3 separate regions of the Sus scrofa genome follow, and regions 2 and 3 are each linked to region 1. A link is a contact called in public Hi-C data. All regions are on one chromosome and are shown on one strand. The core of a region is the stretch at or near the end of the contact, and the rest is flanking DNA. Distances in the headings are between cores, read along the strand shown.

Region 1 (2,896 bases), core at 239-2,738:
AAATTACCTTTTGGGCTCTAACCCAAGGAGAATAAAAGTGACACAGTTACAAATCCTGATCTGCAGTGTCCATTCTCTAGCGCACCTCACCCCACCCTCTCCTATCCTAGCTGGGCAGGACCCTCTTCCAAACCGAGCCAGGAAAATGGGGGCAAGGGCAGAGCAAGCCGATTTCTGTCTCTTGTCACATCTAGTGCCCAATAATTTAATATTAAACAAGGGAATAGTCACCCATTACATGTAATGGTTATAATTACCGTTTTCCACCTCCTTAAAAAAGCAAGCAGCAAAAACACCATTAAGGAGAAAAAAAAAAAAAAGCCCCACCCAACCCAAACAAACCCACAAATAGTAACAATGGTGTGTTTATTACAGGACCTGCCTAGGGAGCTAGCAAAATGTTTTTCTTTGTTTAAGACATTGGTGGGGGGGGGGTCCCTAAAATCCAAGTAGCTTGGAAGTGCCCTCCCCGCTCGCCTGGTCGTCCCCATCCCGGCCCCTTGGGAAAGCCGACAAATTGGAGATAAGTTGAGGAAAGGTTTATAAGGTGTTTCTTTAAAACATCTGCTTTGCTCTTGTGCTCATTACATTTCACTCCTTCCGAACTTCCGAGCCTAGATCTGCGAGAAATGTTTCACATTCATAACTTGTAGCTGCTCCCACTGCAAGGGCGGGGGTGGGGGGAGGCGGCGGTGGGGAGAGTGTGTGCAGGGGGAGGGGAGAGACCTTCAGCTTTTTTTTTAAAGACCAGATCAGTATTTTCTTGATACGCTTGTCACCATTTTTGTTCTCACGACAACCAATTGAGCCCTTGATCCTCACGTGATGTGAAAGGCTTGCACTGTAACAAAATCGCTTCTTTTAGATGGTTGGTTGTTGCTAACTCGCCCATCCCCCTCTCCCAGCCCCGACATTTCCAGCAAAGCGACTCTCCACTTCCAATCCATCAACAATTCATTACTGCTTTTAGCTTCCAAACGCCAGCTAATTAAAAATACTAAGCCAAGCTCTGGGGCCATCTGACTAAACACAGGAGGGGGTGGGCGAGGGAGGAGGAGGAGAGAAAAATAAATAAAAAGGAGACGCACCGTTTGCTGCGACTATAAATGGGAAAAACTGTCCTGAAAAAGGTCGCCTTAAAAAAATCTTTTTTTTTTCCCCTCTAATTATCGAATTACCACATGACTGATTGACTTGAGCGACAGCAGATTTTTTTTTTTTTTCTCCCCCTCAGGGACTTATACTAGGAACTCGGTTCCTTTTTCTTAAAACAACATAAAACAGGAAAACATCACATCCTTTAGGTTTCGAAGACTGAACCAATTTTAAACGCCGTTATTTTCCCCACCCCGCCGACCCCCGCCCCGAGCGAAGGCTGTTAAAACTGGTTTATCAGCTCCCTGAATACTCTGCTCCCCTCCCCCTCGCACCTTTCTTGTTCTCCTCTTGCCGGGCTTCTCGTCCCCCCCCTTTCCTCCTCCCCCCTCCCCACCCCCCGCGTCCCCCTCCTTTCCTCTTAAGTTAGTTCAAGAAATCAAATCTGTCAGGACGGGCGGAAAAATGCCACTTCCCGACTAACAGGCGGAATCCAGCCCAGATTTTCAGTCCTTTCTTCTTATTCTTTCTTCCCTTTCACTAATTTATCCCGATGTTAGCACATTCTGTCTTGTTACTAGCGGACGCCTGTAGGTTTGCTACATGGGATCATTACTTACTGATCACGGTGACTCTGAAGTCTGGAACTGAAGGCGGAATGAGAAGTTGGGAAAACTTTTTTCTCTAAGCTCGCTCTCTTTTTTTAAAAAACTATTATTCTCGATGCTTGTTAAGAGGAAAAAACCCTTTTGGTGCTTCTGTTGTGAATGTGAAACATTATCTTCCAGCTGTACAGTGACACATTTTTTTAAGGAGAAAAGGACTGATTCGTTTGCCAAAAGGGGGATGGGGAGGTGGAATAATGTTATCGAGTGATTATTCTGGCTGAGATGTGTTATTTGGTTCCTTCCTTCTTGATCATTTGGTGTTTAAGTAAAATGAGGCACAGGCTTGTTTGCCGAGTGGAGTGGGAAAGGCATTTTGATTTGCTGGCCTAATTAAAAAATGATAAAGGATTAAAGGTAAGCAATGTCTGTGTGTGTGTGTGTGTGTGTGTATGTATATTTATTTTTTTTTTCTTGACAACTGTTAAAAAGGGGCTGATCCCTTTAAAAACCGTTTTAACTGATCTTTGTCAAACACACACTCATTTGCGGTCATTGAGGCCACCTTGGCGCAGATCACTTAAAGTGTATGTCTTAATCAGTTTCCCGTACAGTCAGTAGCACCATATTTAACAGACTGAGCAAGTCTGTGACCTAGGAATACGGTAGAATTGTTTAGATGTAATTTTTTTTCTCTCCAAAGGCAGATATTTAGCCTTTTATTTAACACTGTCTTTTCTTTAATAGAGAAATGCTCTTAAAGACGTGTGTATATTTCAAGAATAAAATTGTATTAACTGTTGGGAAAGACAGGATAGGAGAGGGGGTATGGGTATGGGGGGGCGTATTGGTTGTTTGTTTTTTTTTTCTTTTTTTTTTGTTTTTTTCCTGTTCCTTACTGGGAACAAAAACAGATTGCCCAGACAATTTGTAAAAAGAAGTAATAAAATTAGAAATGAGAAGAATTTAGTAACATCATTCTGAAACTAGTCTCAGAGAACTTCCAGGGTCTGGTCTTTTAAATTGCAAGATCTAGGACATGTTTAAGGATGTTTAAAGCGTGTTCCTTCCTCTTGTCTGAGTGTTCAGGCTGTGTTTCTGGGGTTGTTATCATGTGTATGTGCCAGAAAGAAAAAATCCTAAACTCTCTTTTTTTTTTTTTTTTAAACCTTTCTGGACTTGACTCAGATCCTTAA
Region 2 (3,212 bases), core at 564-3,063, 270 kb before region 1:
CATTGTTACTAGGCAAGGAGGGGGGCGGATTTATAAAAGAATACTAATTCCAGGATGCATCTGTTTGGCAGGTAAGAATATTTTGTAAGAGGAACACACACCTGCATTTAGCACAATTTCACAAGCTTCAGCAACATCGTTAAATGTCTGGACGCACCTTGTGCTTACTGCTTCAAGAATAACAACGTGGCTTTCTCTTTTCACTTAATAATGATCCGGATTACTTATATGAAACACAGCAGCATAGTGCTTTACGCAACAGTCATAAACAACCTCTCTTAAAATGCATTTTTTTTGCTTTTATACCTCAGTGAACAGCTCTGTTTGAGTAAATGATCCATCCTTGAATTGTGTATACAGAGAGAAGATCAGCACTGGATTGTTGTTTTAATAAACTGGAAGGCTGCCAACATTCTCTGGAAAGAGGACAAAGACATTAATGCTAGCATGCAATCTCGCCCGTGTTTGGATTTAAGACGGAATTTAATCTTCTTGCCTCCTTTCCCTTCCCCCCCCTCCCCTTTCCAGTCCTTTCTTCCCCTGATACACAGTCTCTTTTCATGGAGTTAACTCATGCTATCTTAAACAGCATGAACTAATAAAGGGTGGCATTTTTAAAAGAGGAGGCATTCACAAATGTTGGAATGTGGAACCTTTAAAATTCTTTCTCTGTACTTAGTTTAAGAGAGTAGTGATTAATGAGTTTATGTTATCTATCAAAATGCTTCCATCATGCTGGTGATGTGACATGGGATTTATGGTAGTGAAAAACCTGCAATCCCTCCCTTGTATCTAAATCTATCAGCCCAGCATTCATACAAAAAGCACTCAATGATATATTTGTAGCTATCTGAAAGCAAGATCATTTTTAAGAGATTATGTCTGCCAAAAAGGAACATTCTTAAAATATAGGAAAGGAAACAATTTCCTTTCCAACCTATTGCTCTAGCAAGCATGTTACTACCAATATCAATCTCTTACTGAAAAAAAAAAAGAAAAATAGGGAGCAGATGATGATCACATGATGAGGCTACTAATGCTCAGTGAATTTCCTGTGATTTTCTTGGAACTCCTTTGCACGCTGTTTACAAGGGGTCACACAGATTTTCATAGGGAGAATTTGACATTGCTCTTTGTGCTGTGCATCTTAGAAAATCTACCTTGAATACCTGGAATAAAATCAGTTGTTTCTATCTGTCAGGTAAGAGTATTTCAAATAGCCCCCCTTCCCAAATCTTCATCCATGCTCAGCAACTGGAGCAAAACATGTACCATCCATCCATTCCCCTTCATTAGGCAGATGTTTCTACTTCTGCAAGACCTTACAGAAAGGGTAGAAATGTGTTCGCAACAATTGTCTATACCTTGCTTTCCAAGGCCCTCTCAAAATGGTGCCCCAATAGAGACATCACATGTCCTGTTATTACCTAAGGATAAGAATGCATACATTATAGGGGAAGATACTGGAGCAGGTTCCCAAAACAAAGTCTCTCAGCACTCTGAAAGGTGTGGATGAAAGATGATGTGTGCCAAAAGAAATGTATTTCTCCAAATAGTAGAAATACTGAATGGCACGCCTAATTTATTTTTCAATATTGACCAAATCAGGTGTATATTCATAAAAATCTTGGTTTCTTTTACTTAAGCTTTGAACTGATTTGATGAATGGGAGGAAAAGGAGGGGAGTTACCCCAAGCAGAAATTTTTATCTAACAGTCCTGGACCTTATCATGTGTTGTCTCTGCCCTAGTGGGGGAGGTGGCAGAAACATCCTTTACATCACGAGGAGCCCTCGATGTCCTTGCTCTGTAAATAGTCATTTTAGTCAGGGTCATCTACATGTCAGGCTTTGGGGTGCCTACGTTTTAAGTTGATCCATTTCTGTGTGCTTTGGAAAGTAGACAAAGAGCTCTGCAGTGGAATATTTTTCTTAAGGCAGAATTTCTACCTCCAGAGTGTAGACACAAGCTCAGTGTGTTCCAGAAACAGCACAGGCTTGTATTCCTTTGCCATTTCCTGCTGCTTTTGCTACTTCTGCCTCGGAGAGATGCAAAGGATTGAGAAACACAGCTAAAGAGAAAGGAATCCCAGAGGCCACAAGGCGAGTGGTAACAAGCCAGTGTGTGTGCTCTGTCGTACAGGGCTGAGTTTGAAGGGGGTGGGAGAGTGGTGTTCAAATCACAAAAACTGCCTGTGCAGCAAATAGATTCTCCTCCCCCTCCTCCCACTACTCACACTGCAGAAAATGCCATCTATCAAACTGCTCTTAAAAGCAGTCCTGACGATGCTAGAATAAAAAGGCTGTTATGACAACTGTGAGGTAGGAGGAGCCTCTTTTCACCCAGCTGTCTGTCAGACAGGCATCAGGGACCCTTGAGACTTGTAAGGTCACACCAGGAACCTGGCTCCCAGCTGAGATGTTCTCTTTGGGCTCCCTTCCCCCAGCCCACCTCCACATGACCTCAAGCCTGGCCCCTGGGGTCAAAGTCACAGGACGGCAAATGTCATTTCCTATTGATTGTCTTTTCCTTGGCCACAGTGTTTCTGGCCTCATTGGTCTTACTCTGGCCCAGCCCCAAATACTTTGAATACTCTTAGATGGTTCATGATCAGCAAAGAAACAATGAGCTATTTTCAGGTTACAAACCACTTTTCTAGTTTGATGTCAATTGGTTTGAGTTTTGAACAGATAGTGTAACGTCAGTGCTGTCTCTAATATATCTGCGTTACTGGTGCCCGGTATTAAAATGCTGTTAATAGTCTGGTTGGTTTGGGGTGGGGGTGGGGGTTTGTTTTGGTTTTTATCAGATTGGTAAGGAAACCATGAAAAGATCACTGTCTTTTCGAGGGGCAGGCCATTTTTTTTTTAATTACCAAGGAGAAGGAGGTAAAAAGTTATTATCTGTTATACAACAGCAGGAAGGCAGAAAAGCTCCTAAGAAAGCGTATTTAATTTCTTAAATTTTATAGGACAAAGAGAATGAGGAAAGCAGACACATATTTCAAGCAAAAACTCCATCCAGGTTTTGTTCCTCAAGCAGAATTATGAAGAATAGAAGCCACAAAGATAACTAAAAGGAAGAGGATTTTATATACTCAAATATCAGTGTTTTCGGGCTTTCTTACTGCTGTCCCTGCCACCACATCATTAAGAACTCTTTTAATGGACTGACAACAGGGGGAAAAAAGAGTCCTGGGCTCAGTAATGACAC
Region 3 (3,031 bases), core at 190-2,689, 370 kb after region 1:
CTGGCAAGGGCTTCATGGAATGCAAGCGATTCAGGTGGGTTTGCCATTAGGTACTAAGCTACACAGACAGAAATTTTTAAAAGGCTCATCTGGTAAAGGAAATGAACAATTTGTAAAACTGCTGTATGGCATTGAATACACTGCCTAGACACCTTCTGTGGTTTGCATTTCATCTTCCTTATATTACATGTGTTTAGGCTTATTAAATCCTGTCTTCAGCACAATACTGTATGCTTTTATGCAGTTGGGGGAAGGGAAGGAATATTCATCTGTTCTCTATTAGTCATTTGAACCCAGGTCAGTCATCTTGGCCCAAATACTATGAATGCTCTCCTTGAAATCTGACTCCTTTTCTGTACTACCAAGATGATGCTTTTCTTTAACGTGGGCAGAAAGGAATGGCTTCATCTCGCTCTTGGGAAACAGACTAGGAATATGTTTCTTGTGAATGTTTTAAAAAGTCAGTGAATCTAGAACAGTGTTTATTACTTAACTGGCTTCCAAGCCTGCATTTGGGGATATGTGTGGAAGGTACATACATACTGAGGGCGAGTGAACATATTGTGAGTTGGCAGTGAGCCAGCCGGTGTTGCTGCCCGTGACCTGAATGCTGTTGTGAGGATTTTGCTTAATCAGGGCTAAAGGGTTGGTATTTGAGCCTTGGCCAGGTTGGGGCATCACGTCTCTGTCCTTCATCTCCACTTCATTCACTGGCGCCCTGCATACCACGTGCACCTCCTCCAGCAAAAGGCACACGTGCGAGTGTGCAAAGACACACACACCCACACAGGGCTATGCTCCAAACTCGGGCTTGGGCTCTGACTGTTCTGAAGCTTTTACTTCTCAAGCCATTTTCGTTCTTTACTTGATCCTCAAGCCTGGAATTACTGTTAGAAATCTACCTGCAGAATCCAGACACTCTGCAGACAAAGAATTGGAAATAAGTGTATGCAAAATACACCTTTTAAAAAAAGTGCACTAAACCACATTAAGCCACCCGGTATTTTTCTCTCTCTTGGCATACACCCAACGGTTCCAAATTGGTTTGCCTGAGCCAAGAATTTCTTTAAATGAAATGCTCTGTGCTAGCAAGGCTTTGAAGACCTGTTCACCTTAGAGTGCAAACCTAGAAAGCAAAGTCCAGATTTGGCATGCCACTTAAACCATGGTTAGTAGAGCGTATCAGCCTGCTAGAAATAGCTGCATTTGCGAACCTCATGTTCTCCAGCTCTTGACTGCTAGCCAAGCCCCAAATCAATCCCAAAGAATGAAAAATAAGATAATAATGAGAAAATGGACTTTTCAAGCCAAAACCAAGGAAAGCATCTTATTCCCCAAATGCTGTCTCTGGGCCACATAAAACAAGGAGCTGTGACCCTGTCCTCTCCTCTGGACATTTTGCTGTGTCACTGTTTGGTGATATACCTTCCTTTCCCTTTAGGTCTAAGTTTCCTTACTGGTACACTGGGCACCAATTTTGCCAGCTTTCTCCTTTGAAATATACTACGTTCCTTATGTCTAACTACCTGGTGCTTCCCATCCACCGGGATCTTTTGAGGGGGCAGTTTTTCTAGAAGGGCCAGACATGAAGCTTAATTCCTCTTCTGAGTTAGCATTAGGCAGACTCATTCTCTCTTCCTGCTGAAATATGTACCATGCCTTCCTTGACCAGCTTTTGGAACATGTTTATAGAGATCTCTTGTTTTGGGTCTGAATCTGAGCTGGGTGGCAATGGGGCCCACTTTTAACTTCCCCTCCCTACATAGCTTGGTGGGTGGTCACTGCCACTATTTGTTAGGGAGAATCAGCCATAAATCAGTGCTCTTTTTCCATTTTCTTCTTATTGATGGAATGGCTGTAGGAAAACAACTTGTCTCTCAAGCTCACAGAGCCCTGCAGGATGAAAGCTGCATACAATAAAAGTTGTTTTGACAGAAAACTGACCAAACATGACAATGGGCAGAGGGGGGTGTGATGAAAGGGAGGGGGAGAGAGGGTACATGCTTGTCTGTTTCGAACCGAGGTGTGCTCTCTCTTTTTTTCTTTGTTAAATTACTTTTTCATATGAAGGACACAAAGGGAACGGCCCCTACTGACAGCCAGAAGGCAGAAAACAAACCCTTTGAAATTTCTAATTTGTTTATAGATGGTCCTCCAGGAGCCGGCTGGAAAATAATTTTGTCTGCCAGAGACAGTGAACAGCTACCCGAGGGTGTTGTGGTGAAAAAAAAAAATGACTCTCTGGTTTTGGTCCTTGAATGTCTCATTGTTCAGCACTCAGTGGTTGTTCTGAAATGACTCATCTGGCTGGGAAAGAAAATGAAAGAAAAATCCTTCCTCTGCTCTCCGGCCTGAGTTTCTAGGAAAGTGACTTTCTCAAAAAGATTTCTTTTTTTTTTTCCCCCCTGATTTGGCTTTAAACTGTGTGTCAGTTAATTTTAGGGTTACACAAAGGTTTGTTAAATCCTGTCGGCTCATATGTCTTCTCTCTGAGGGGGATGATTTTTTTTGTGGCTGCTTCCCAGTCACTTCACTTAGTTCCGGTGACACGGTTTTCTCTCTGGGACGTTCTAACAGTTGAACTGCTTTTCTAGATAATATCACAGATTCTATAGACCTCTCCTGGGCAAGACTAATCTGGGGGTGTTTCTGAATGTGGGTTAGAACATTCTTTAGGGAGTCTGAGGGAGACCTTCGTTGACAGCTTCTGTTTTCTCTGTGAAATAGAGTAGGGTCAATTAGAGGTTGGTGGTAAGGGATCTCTGTTCTTAAGTCTAAGAGAGTTTCTAGAAATTTCCCCCTCGGTTTTGTTTATGAAATGAGCAATAGGGTCACTTTTCCCGCATTTATGGTGAGGTTGTGGAGATCCCCTCGTACTTGGTATGGGTGAGCAGTAATGTTTTCCCAGAAACTTAGGTCACTGACTTGGAAGAGAATGCCTCCAGCCATTCTTTTATTGTAGAGATGAGAAGATGGAGACCCACTGACTTGATGAAGGAGGTGTAGCTGTTTAGGGCGGAGTTAGAACTCA

Evidence for each region. Hi-C and Micro-C count contacts between places; a contact is called where the count stands out from the background.
Region 2: a contact with region 1 is called in a Hi-C map of liver, with 8 times the contacts expected there. The contact joins the enhancer-like site here to the promoter of ZNF608 in region 1. A contact is called at or near these places in 5 of 47 Hi-C or Micro-C datasets (embryonic fibroblasts, heart right ventricle, liver and 1 more) and 1 of 2 datasets of contacts at active chromatin or transcription factors (skeletal muscle).
Region 3: a Hi-C map of embryonic fibroblasts shows a contact between it and region 1, with 2.8 times the contacts expected there. The contact joins the enhancer-like site here to the promoter of ZNF608 in region 1. A contact is called at or near these places in 3 of 47 Hi-C or Micro-C datasets (embryonic fibroblasts, fibroblasts and heart right ventricle) and 1 of 2 datasets of contacts at active chromatin or transcription factors (skeletal muscle).

What each region holds. Positions count from the first base shown.
Region 1 is chr2:128,155,361-128,158,256 of Sscrofa11.1, reverse strand. ZNF608 (zinc finger protein 608) reads left to right here and starts at 1,488. Exons shown (of 13, transcript XM_005661601.3): 1 at 1,488-2,117.
Region 2 is chr2:128,428,537-128,431,748 of Sscrofa11.1, reverse strand. The region is part of intron 10 of LOC102158243 (a long non-coding RNA gene); the gene reads left to right. Among named protein-coding and RNA genes, the nearest start is that of ZNF608, 270 kb to the right of the region's middle. Within about 2 kb of position 1,813, at least 24 of the 83 cell types and tissues checked have an H3K27ac peak or open chromatin away from gene starts, as enhancers often do. A contact at or near this core is called in liver, where this site is marked.
Region 3 is chr2:127,786,494-127,789,524 of Sscrofa11.1, reverse strand. All of the region lies in intron 2 of LOC110259460 (a long non-coding RNA gene), which reads left to right. Among named protein-coding and RNA genes, the nearest start is that of ZNF608, 370 kb to the left of the region's middle. Within about 2 kb of position 1,439, at least 32 of the 83 cell types and tissues checked have an H3K27ac peak or open chromatin away from gene starts, as enhancers often do. A contact at or near this core is called in skeletal muscle, where this site is marked.